Linked DNA regions of Sus scrofa: region 1 is linked to region 2. Evidence: chromatin contacts called from public Hi-C data. All regions are on one chromosome and are shown on one strand. The core of a region is the stretch at or near the end of the contact, and the rest is flanking DNA. Distances in the headings are between cores, read along the strand shown.

The links. A called contact is a pair of places that touch in the nucleus more often than the background predicts.
Region 1: a Hi-C map of undifferentiated spermatogonia shows a contact between it and region 2, with 1.7 times the contacts expected there. The contact joins the enhancer-like site here to the promoter of RGS14 in region 2. A contact is called at or near these places in 8 of 47 Hi-C or Micro-C datasets (alveolar macrophages, embryonic fibroblasts, mesenteric adipose tissue and 4 more) and 1 of 2 datasets of contacts at active chromatin or transcription factors (skeletal muscle).

What each region holds. Positions count from the first base shown.
Region 1 is chr2:80,822,887-80,828,125 of Sscrofa11.1, reverse strand. No RefSeq gene overlaps it. Among named protein-coding and RNA genes, the nearest start is that of NSD1, 17 kb to the right of the region's middle. Within about 2 kb of position 2,750, at least 51 of the 83 cell types and tissues checked have an H3K27ac peak or open chromatin away from gene starts, as enhancers often do. A contact at or near this core is called in alveolar macrophages, retroperitoneal adipose tissue, skeletal muscle and 2 more, where this site is marked.
Region 2 is chr2:80,588,611-80,593,621 of Sscrofa11.1, reverse strand. It overlaps RGS14 (regulator of G-protein signaling 14), which reads left to right and starts at 3,624. Exons shown (of 15, transcript XM_005661452.3): 1 at 3,624-3,908. The coding sequence starts at 3,864.

The DNA.
Region 1 (5,239 bases), core at 1,501-4,000, 240 kb before region 2:
AGATTAGACTGCCCTGGGAGTTCTTTTTTGCCCGCTCCACGGTATATGGAGTTCCTGGGCCAGAAATCAGATGTGAGCCATAGTTGTGACGTATGCCACAGCTGTGGCAACACCAGATCCTTAACTGACTGTGCTAGGCTGGGGACTGAATCTGCATCCCTGTGCTGCAGACGCCCCTGATCCCGTTGTGCCACAGTGGGAATTCCTCTTCTTTCTTTTTTTTCTTTCTTTCTTTCTTTTTTTTCTTTTTTTTTTTTTTTTGGCTTTTTAGGGCTGCACCCACAGCATATGGAAATTCCCAGGCTAGGGGTCAAATAGCTACAGCTCCTGGCCTATGCCACAGCTACAGCAACGTGGGATCTGAGCTGCGTTTTCAACCTATGGCACAGCTCATGGCAACTCTGGATCCTTCACCCATTGAGCAAGGCCAGGGATCAAACCTGCATCCTCATGGATCTTAGTTGGGTTTGTTAACTGCTGAGTCAAGAAGGGATCTCCCACCTCTTCTTTCTCATTTACCTCACTAATGTCACTTGTGCATTGGAGGTGAGGTAATAGGACAGTTCCCAGCCCTGGAGTAGAGAGGAGCTGGGCTGACGGGTGAGGCAGCTAACTGTGAGCACCCCCTCTGTACCAGGCACTATGCTGACATTTGTTCCTACGCGAATTCAGCACATAGTAATGAGGCAGCCACTGTGTGCTGGTCACAGGTGACACAGTACTCCCAAGCTTATGGCACACAGCAATAAGCTTATATACTTACTTTATATATAAATATGTGTTTTAAAATACACTATAGGAGTTCCCCTGTGGCTCAGCAGGTTAAGGACCTGGCATTGTCACTGCAGTGGCTTGGATTGCTGCTGTGGCACATGTTCAACCCCTAGCCTGGGAACTTCCACATGTCATAGCCTGGCTAAAAAAAAAAGCATAAAATACTTATGCTGTAAATAAGCCCGTATAGCTTAATAAGCATTTTTTTTTCTTTTTAGAACAGTACCTGCAGCATTTAGAGGTTCCCAGGCTAGGGGTCCAATCAGAGCTACACCTGCTGGCCTACACCACAGCCACAGCAAGGCAGAATCTGAGCTGCGTCTACGACCTACACTACAGCTCTCAGCAATGCCAGATCCTCAACCCACTGAGTGAGACTAGGGCTCGAACCCAAAACCTCATGATTCCTAGTTGGATTGGTTTCCACTGAGCCACCAAGGGATCTCCTTAATAAGTATTTAATGAATGAAATATCTACCTTAAGTACACATAAGACATGCAGATAGTGAGTCTGGAGCTCTTTTCAGCTAGATTGAGGTTCAGAAATTACTGGCATTTAGGGGGTGCCAGTGGCCAGACGAGATCCTCAGGGAGTCTGGGCAAACAATCAACAAACTGAGCCTCTGTCTGCCAGACAGGAAAAATGGGAGGCATGCTTATGATAGGGCAGGATGTAGAAGGGCTTGGGAAAGAGGTAGGAAGGGACTAGACAAGAGTGTGTCGGGTGGTGCTTCTGGGAGTTCCTGCTGTGGCACAAAGGGATCGGCGTTAGCAGCGCCAGACTGCAGGTTCAATTCCTGGCCCAGCACAGTGGGTGAAGGATCCTGCATTGCTGCACCTGTGATTTAAGTAGCAGCTGTGGCTTGGATCTGATCTCTAGCCTGGGAACTCCACAGGCTGCAGGGTGGCCAAAAGAAAGAAGGGGGGAAAAAAGTGGGGGCTTCTGGAAACCCTGTTGGTTCCAAAGGGTCAACAGAGTCACATGCTGCAAAGTGGAGCAGAAAAGGTTTTGAAATGCCACCAGAGAGTGGGACTGCTGGTGATCTGAAGCCAATGGGACCAGTGAAGAGATGAGAAAGGGAGGCCATGGTGAGCAGAGGAGAGAAGAGGCAGGGCTGAGCTGAAAGACTTTTCTGTCTTTCTTTTTGTCTTTTAGGGCTGCACCTCCCGCATATGGAGGTTCCCAGGCTAGGGGTTGAATTGGAGCTGTAGCCACCGGCAACGCCAGATCCTTAACCCACTGAGCGAGGCCAGGGATTGAACCTACGCCCTCATGGACGCTGGTGGGGTTCATTAACCACCGAGCCACGATGGGAACTCCAGATCTTTCTTTTAATAGAGGGAGAAAGTGCACCGTTTGTAGGCTGCCGGGAAGGCGTAAGAAGACAGGAAGTATTGCAGCTCCAGAGGAATGAAATGAGAAAGATGCACAAAAGCTGAAGGAAGCATTAAGGCGGGACTCAGGGCCCAAGAGGAGGGCCGGCCCAGTCCTCTTTTCTATCTCTGAGCAACGGGGCCAGGCTAATGGCGAATTCAGACAAATAGGCGCAAAAGGCCAGTGCAAACCCTGGAGACATCTGGGGCAAGCCAGATATTACCAGGTATGGGTGGCCTTTTCCTAGCGCTGCCCAGCGCATAAAATCACCATTTCCGAAGCTCCACGCGGGCAGAACAGCTCGCGCGGTCCACGGCTTGGCTGCTGCTGATTGGCCTGCGGGAGCCACCTGACCGAGCGGACCAATCAGATGCTCTCTCCCAGGAACGGGGCCCCACGTGTGGCCCAGAGCGGAAGCCTGAGTTGCCTAGGGGTCTGGCGGCAGTGCTGGCGGCCTGGGTACAACGGCTCTCGGCCCCTGCGGAACAATCTGCGGAACTCGGAGGCTGAGGCCCGACCTCCCCCAACCCCGCCCGGCTCCTGCCTACCCGCTGCCACGACCTGGAGTCCTTTTGCTAAATCTCCTTCTTGGCTTCTGCAGCTCCGCTAGGGTGTGTTCATCCTTGTCCCTTGATCTTGACTGGTCTAAAGTGGTGATTTGGAGGAAGACAGATCCAAGTTCCAGGCATCATGTGACCTACGACAGGTGTTTAATACTGTTCAGCCTCATCTGTAAAATAGGACTACTAATCCCTACTGCGGTGTTTTTGTGAGGATTGTAAAGCCCAGTGTCTGGTACGTGGTGAGCTCCCAAAAACATTGGTTACATTTTTTACAGTTGTCGATATAGCTACCCTTGAGGAACTCACATCCCTCATTTCACAGGGCGTTGTGTTAAGGCTACTTTTTATTCCTGTTCTCTTACTAGAATGTAAACTTCTTGTCCACAGGAATGTGCCTGTATGCTTTTTTTAGTCTTCCAACTCCTTGATCCCTCCTCTTGGTCTGATCAGGGTAAATTTAACCTATAGAAACCGTGGAAGGACAGAGTATACAAAATCGTGGGATTTACAGCATGCAGAGTCTTAATAGTTAGGTAGGGATTTTTTTTCCCCATTTTTTTAAAGTTTTACTTTAGTTGATTTACAGCGTTGTGATTCTTTGTGCTGTACAACAGAGTGATTCAGTTATACATGCATACACATCAGTTCTCTTTCAGATTCTTTTACCACCTAGATTATCACAAGATATTGGGTAGAGTCCTCTGTGCTATACAGTAGGTCCCCATTGGCTAATCATTCCATATACCTCGGTGCCCATATGCTAATCCCAAACCCCCAGTCCCTCCCTCCCTGCCTCCCACCTGTCCCCTTCTGCAAACGAGTTCATTTGTATCCTTTTTAAGATTCCACATGTAAATGATATCATATGATGTTTGTCTTTCACTGTCTAACTTCAATTAGTATGACAATCTCCAGGTCCATCCATGTTGCTGCAAATGGCTTTATTTCATTCTTTTTTACGGCTAATACTCCACTGTATTATATGTACCACATCTTCTTCATCCATTCCTCTTTCAATGAGCATTTAGGTTCCTTCCAGGTCTTGGCTATTATAAATAGTGCTGCAGTGAACTTTGGCGTACAGGTATCTTTCTGAATTACGGTTTTCTCCTGATAGATGTTCAGGAGTGGGATTGCTGGATCAGATGGTAGTTCTATTTTTTAAATTTTATTTATTTATTTATTTATTGCCTTTTCTAGGGCCGCTCCTGTGGCATGTGGAGGTTCCTAGGCTAGGGGTCGAATCGAAGCTGTAGCTGCCAGCCTACGCCAGAGCCACAGCAACTTGGGATCTGAGCCGTGTCTGCGACCTACACCACAGCTCTCAGCAACGCTGAATCCTTAACCCACTGAGCAAGGGCAGGGATCGAACCCACGACCTCATGGTTCTTAGTTGGATTCCTTAACCACCGAGCCACCACAGGAACTCCTGGTAGTTCTATTTTTAGATTGCAGTTTTTTTTGTTTTGTTTTGTTTTTGTTTTTTGGCTTTTTAGGGCCACACCTGCAGCATATGGAAGTTCCCAGGCTAGGGGTGGAGTTGGCGCTGTAGCTGTTGGCCCACGCCACAGCCACAGCAACATGGGCTGTGTTGCAACTTATGCTGCAGCTCATAGCAATGTTTAACTCACTGAGCAAGGCCATGGATTCAACCCACATCCTCTAGGATTCTAGTTGGATTCTTTTTTTTTTTTTTTTTTTTTTTTTTGTCTTTTTGCCATAATCTTGGGCCGCTCCCGAGGCATATGGAGGTTCCCAGGCTAGGGGTCTAATTGGAGCTGTAGCCGCCAGCCTACACCAGAGCCACAGCAATGCTGGATCCGAGCCGCGTCTGCAACCTACACTACAGCTCACAGCAACGCCGGATCTTTAACCCACTAAGCAATGCCAGGGATCAAACCCGCAACCTCATGGTTCCTAGTCAGATTCGTTAACCACTGCGCCACGACGGGAACTCCTCTAGTTGGATTCTTAACCTGCTGAACCACAATGGGAACTCCTGTTTGTAGGGTTTTTGATGATGACCATTCTGGCTGGTGTAAGATGGTAACTTGTAGTAGTTTTGATTTGCATTTCTCTAGTAATTAGTGATGTTGAGTATCTTTTCATGTGGTTTTTGGCTATCTGTATGTCTTCTTTGGAGAAATGCTTATTTAGATCTTCTGCTCATTTTTTGATTGGGTTGTTTGGGTTTTTTTGTTTTTTTTGGGGGGTGGGTTAGAGTCACAGGAACAGCGTGTGGAAGTTCCTGGGCTAGGGGTTCAATCAGAGCTGCAGCTGCTGGCCTACACCACAGCAACACTGGATCCGAGCTGCATCTGCAACCTACACCACAGCTCATGGCAACACTGGATCCTTTAACCCACTGAGCAAGGCCAGGGGTCGAACCCGCAGCCTCATGGATACTAGCTGGGTTCTTAACCTGCTGAGCCACAATGGGAACTCCTGTTTTTTTTGTTTTGTTTTTTTTTTTTTTTTTTTTTTTTAATTGTGCTGCAGTAGGTTTGTATATTTTGGAAATAATACC
Region 2 (5,011 bases), core at 2,375-4,874:
CGAGGTGGGGATTGAACCTGTGTCCTAGCATGCCCAAGACAACACCTATCCCATTGCACCACAGTGGGAACTCCTAGCAGATGATTAATAAGTAATTGGTGAAGGAATGAATATTTGTTCTAGAACCTGGAAAAGGGTCATGATGAGTAAGTAGGAGTTTAGTAGAGAGGGGAGAGGCTTCCTGAGCAAAGGGAACAGGAAATGCGAAGGCCAGGAGGGACCCCTGAAAGCATAAGGAATACAAGCGGTTTGGAATGGCTGAGGAGTCACTGGGGGGAGTTTGGCTGAGGCCAGAATTCAAAGAGGCTTCAATTCCCCGCTAAGGAGCATGGCCTTTTCCCCAGAAGGCAGTGGGATGGCTTTAAGCATGGGACTGACCAACCTGGGTTTCTCTGGTGAGAGGAGACTAGAGGGAAGAAACAGGTAAGGAGACAATGGAGGTGTTATGACCACATAAGAGAGGGTGGGGCCTGGGCCAGGGAGGTCTCCACAGGGAAGGGGGGTCAGAAGTCCCACAGGTAAACCAGACATAGGTAACGAATCCCCTGTGGGAAGCCAGGGAAAGAAAAGTTGAGAACAGTGATCTGTGACATCAAGATTGTGAGGTGAGGAATTCCTGTCGTGGCGCAGTGGTTAACGAATCCGACTAGGAACCATGAGGTTGCGGGTTCGGTCCCTGCCCTTGCTCAGTGGGTTAACGATCCGGCGTTGCCGTGAGCTGTGGTGTAGGTTGCAGACGCGGCTCGGATCCCGCATTGCTGTGGCTCTGGCGTAGGCTGGTGGCTACAGCTCCGATTCAACCCCTAGCCTGGGAACCTCCATATGCCGCGGGAGCAGCCCAAGAAATAGCAACAACAACAACAAAACAACAACAAAAAAGACAAAAAGACAAAAATAAATAAATAAATAAACCATTAAAAAAAAAAAAAAGATTGTGAGGTGGCAAAAACGAAGGGCTAAGAGATGGGAAATCCTAGGGTTGGCTGGGGTCCCTGGGGTGAAGATGTGGTCAGAACTGAAACTGGCATCCATGGCGGATTGGTACAAAGAGGCATCTTTGCAGCAGCAGGAAGGGATGTGCTTAGGAAGGATGTGGTTGGGCCTTTTCAGGGAAGAAGATGAACTGTTGGTACCTGGACAGGTGGTGGCCCAGGCCTAGCACCTGTCGCCCTAAGTGCACACATTCACAGCTTAGATGATCTCTAACTCGATGTGTAAACTTGGACAACTCACTTCTCAGTTTCTTGATCTGTAAAATGGGAATAGTGAGCACCACTCACAAAGAGGTTGTGAGGATCCAATGAGGTAATTATGGTCTGTAAACCATAAAACCCCTATGAAGCTAGGCCTGGATCCACGGCCTAGCAGACAGGCAGGCAATCTCCACTCCCATCACTCACCCTACCATCCCATCACAGGTATATTGACACTGTCACACACCTTATTAAGACCACCATTGGCATTGCATTAGGCCCCAAAGCAACCTCCAATACACACACCACCCTCTATCTAGGTGGGCTGGAGCAAGGTGTCTAGAAAAAGGTGAGTTAGGACTGGGTAAGAGGTGTATTAACTAGGATAACACTAGCTGCTACAACAGGTAAACCCTAATGCGAGTTCCCCTCCTGGTGCAGCAGAACCTAATCGGACTAGGAACCATGAGATTGTGGGTTCGATCCCTGGCCTCGCTCAGTGGGTTAAGGGTCCAGAGTTGCTGTGGCTGTGGTGTAGGCCGGCAGCTACAACTCTGATTAGACCCCTAGCCTGGGAACCTCCATGTGCTGCAGGTACGGCCCTAAAAACACAAAAGACCAAAAAAAAGTAAACCCTAATGTATACAATGGCTTGAACAAGATAATTTTTCTCTCTCCCTTAACTGTCCAAAGCTTGTGTTTTTGGTGCCTGTGGACTTGCCTTCTTACACAAATGCAGAGGCCCAGGCTCCTTCCTTCTTACGGCTCCACCATCCCCTAGGGCTTCGTCATCTCCTGTATCCAGCCAGCTAAAGGGGAAGGAGAGAAGGCAGAGGGCACAGAGCACCCGATAGCCTTGGTACACGTCATCACTCCACTCGCGTTCAGTTGGTAGGAACTAGGCAGCACATAGCCACACCTGACTGTGAGGAAGCCTGGGAAATTAAAGTTTAGCAATGTGCCCAGGAGGAAAAGGACCTGAATTTATGGTGAAGAGTCACTTATTTTCTGCTTCTGAAATATTCAAGTCATGGCCTTAGAAGGAAGGGGGAGTGGAATAGAGGGTAGAATACGAAAGATGGGGTGTCACCTTTTCCTTGCAGAAAGTGGGGCCCAAACTGTAGTGCCTGGTAACTTCAGGGCTCTAGGAAAGCCCAAACTTCAGTAAAATACAAGTCTTCGTGGGTACATACATATGTAAGAAAGAGGCCAGGGATTTCCCTGGCGGCTCAGTGGGTTAAGGATCTGGCATTATCATTGTCATGGGTCAGGTCACTGCTGTAGTTCAGGTTCGATCCCTGGCCCAAAAACTTCTGCATGACACAGGCATGGCCAAAAAAAAAAAAAGGAAAAAAAGGGAAAGGGAATTCCCACTGTGGCACAGCAGAAATGAATCCAACTAGTATCCGTGAGGATGCGGGTTCAGTCCCTGACCTTGCTCAGTGGGTCTGGTGTTGCCATGAGCTGTGGTGTAGGTTGCAAATGTGACTCGGATCCCACATTGCTGTGCCTGTGGTGTAGGCCAGAAGCTGTAGCTCCAACTCGACTCAAAGCCTGGGAACCTCCATATGCCATGGGTGTGGCCCTAAAAGGGGGGGGGGCAAAAAAAAGCCAATAAGGACCCTGGCTAAAGGGACTGGGACTGGGCCAGGGCTGAGGAGGCAGACTACCCCTCTTCAGTCAACAGTACTTCACAAAAGTGGGACTTTTATGAGTGACTATGAATGCACACACACATCTTTGGGCACAGATGCACCTGGTCCATTCCCTGCCCAGCTGGGCAAGCACGTGCACACCTGGTTGCAAAGGTCACTGGGTTCATATGTGCCTTGTGCAGGTGTGCCTGTCACATGCATCTGTCCGAGGGACTGGGCACACTCATGACTGAAGGCCCAGGTATACCTGACAAGGGAGAACCCGCACACCTGAAGGATCTTGTGTGTATGTGACCATGCATGAGATGTATCCATTTGTCTGTACACCTGGGCATAGACCTGGGAGGGAGAGCCCAAAGGTGTCTCAGGACAGAGGTAGTAATGCACCCAGCTGCCAGGGGGAGGGGCACTGAGTGTGTGCATGCTCAGCACACAGCAGGTGTGGGATAGGTGTGTGCTGAGTAATGTAGACGAGTGGACATTCAGGTCCTGGTGCACAAGTTCCCATGTCCACAGAAGCCCCAGCAGGGTGTACAAAGTTTTCCAGGTGTGTGAACAGGCACTTCTGTGCCCAGACATGCCTATGGAGCTCCCCGGTCTGCGCCAGACCAGGCTGGGCTCCTCGCTGGGCACACAGAGGCCCCTGCTCTGTGTTGGTGCCTGAGTAGAGCACTGCCAAGGGTGTGTTGGCAGCATGTGCGCGCGGGCGCGTGAATGTGTGTGTGCGTGTGCGTGTGCATGTGTGTGTGTGTGTGTGTGTGTGTGTGTGTGTGAATGTAGGAAGAAGCATTCGCTCTCTTAGACCTTGCTTCTTTCTGTGGTTCGGTTTCTATAGAGACGCTTCCTGTGGCAGAGAAAAGAGGTAGTGAGCTGGTGTTTCAGGATGTGAGGGCCCGCAGGAGCGGAGCTGGGCTCTCTCTGCCGCCTGCCCATCACCGTGAAAGCTCTGACCGGCGCTGCCCGAAGTCCCCATGGTGGGCGCCTCCCGTGGCAGGGACCCGTGAAGAGCAGCGGCATGCCGGGGAAGCCCAAGCACCTGGGCGTCCCCAACGGACGCATGGTGAGTGTGGGCTCTAGGCCAGGCCCACGGGGAGGAGGTGGGTACACCCAGGGTGGAGCCCGAGAGGCACACCCGGTAGGGCTGGGCAACAGCCTGTGTGCTGCCAGCGGGCGGGAGAAGTTGGGGACAGATAGCAGCAGGTGGTGGGACCTGGTGCCCTCACCACAGGACCTTCCAGATGGCTCTGCTGGGGGACCTGGGGCCGCCCTGGGGATGAGACTAGAGGAGAGGCTTCTGGCCCAGTCCCCACTGCTCTCTTCCTTGCTACTTTGGCATCACCTGGGGTAGCAGGGAGACTGGGCATGGCCTTTGCCCCTTGACACCCCCTATACTGGCCTGAGCTCCCATACCTCACTCGGCCTCAGCAATATCGCCCCCCATGTCCTGATGCTCAAGGTCAGGTAAGGGGCAGCCCTTGCTGGGTCACTGCCCTCCCCCTAGACCTGTTCCCGAGGCTTCCTGCCAGAACTAGGAGCCCTTTGGCAGCCAGGGATGGGTCTGCAGGGTCAGGCCAAGTTGATACAGCTTCTGTCTGTTCTATTCCTGGACCACTAGGAAAGGTAGGGGGAGCTGGGTACTGGGATGCCCCTGGCTGCTGCCCCCTCCCCCAAACCTCTCCCTGGCTGTTTGGCATCTGGGTTAGAGCTGCTCTTAGAGTCCAGCTTCTTTATTCATTCAGCAGATGAGACAGGCTGTGCCGGGGCTTCTCTTCTTCTATCCCTAGGACAACAGCCCACTTGGCAGAACCCCAGTCCCTCCTAAAAACTCTGGGAAGTCCAGACAGTGTCCTAGTTTCTTACACAGCCCCAGCCTAGTACTGTGGGACAAAGCCAGTGGGTCCAGAGAGATGTGGTTTCCAATCTCAGCTCAGTTGTCCCTGGCTAGAGGGTCCTCTCTGACCCTCAGATTCTTCCTCTATAAAAATGAGAAGTTTGGAATGGATTTCAAAGGCTTGTTTAGATGATTAAGCCAAATGATGAATATGAGGCCCCTGATCCATTGTGGGGGTTCTATAACTGTCAGCCCCAATGCCCCCCACTCCATTCTCAGCCCCTCTTCAAGGACACTCTGCTTCACCATGAAGCTGAGCCACCACCTCAACC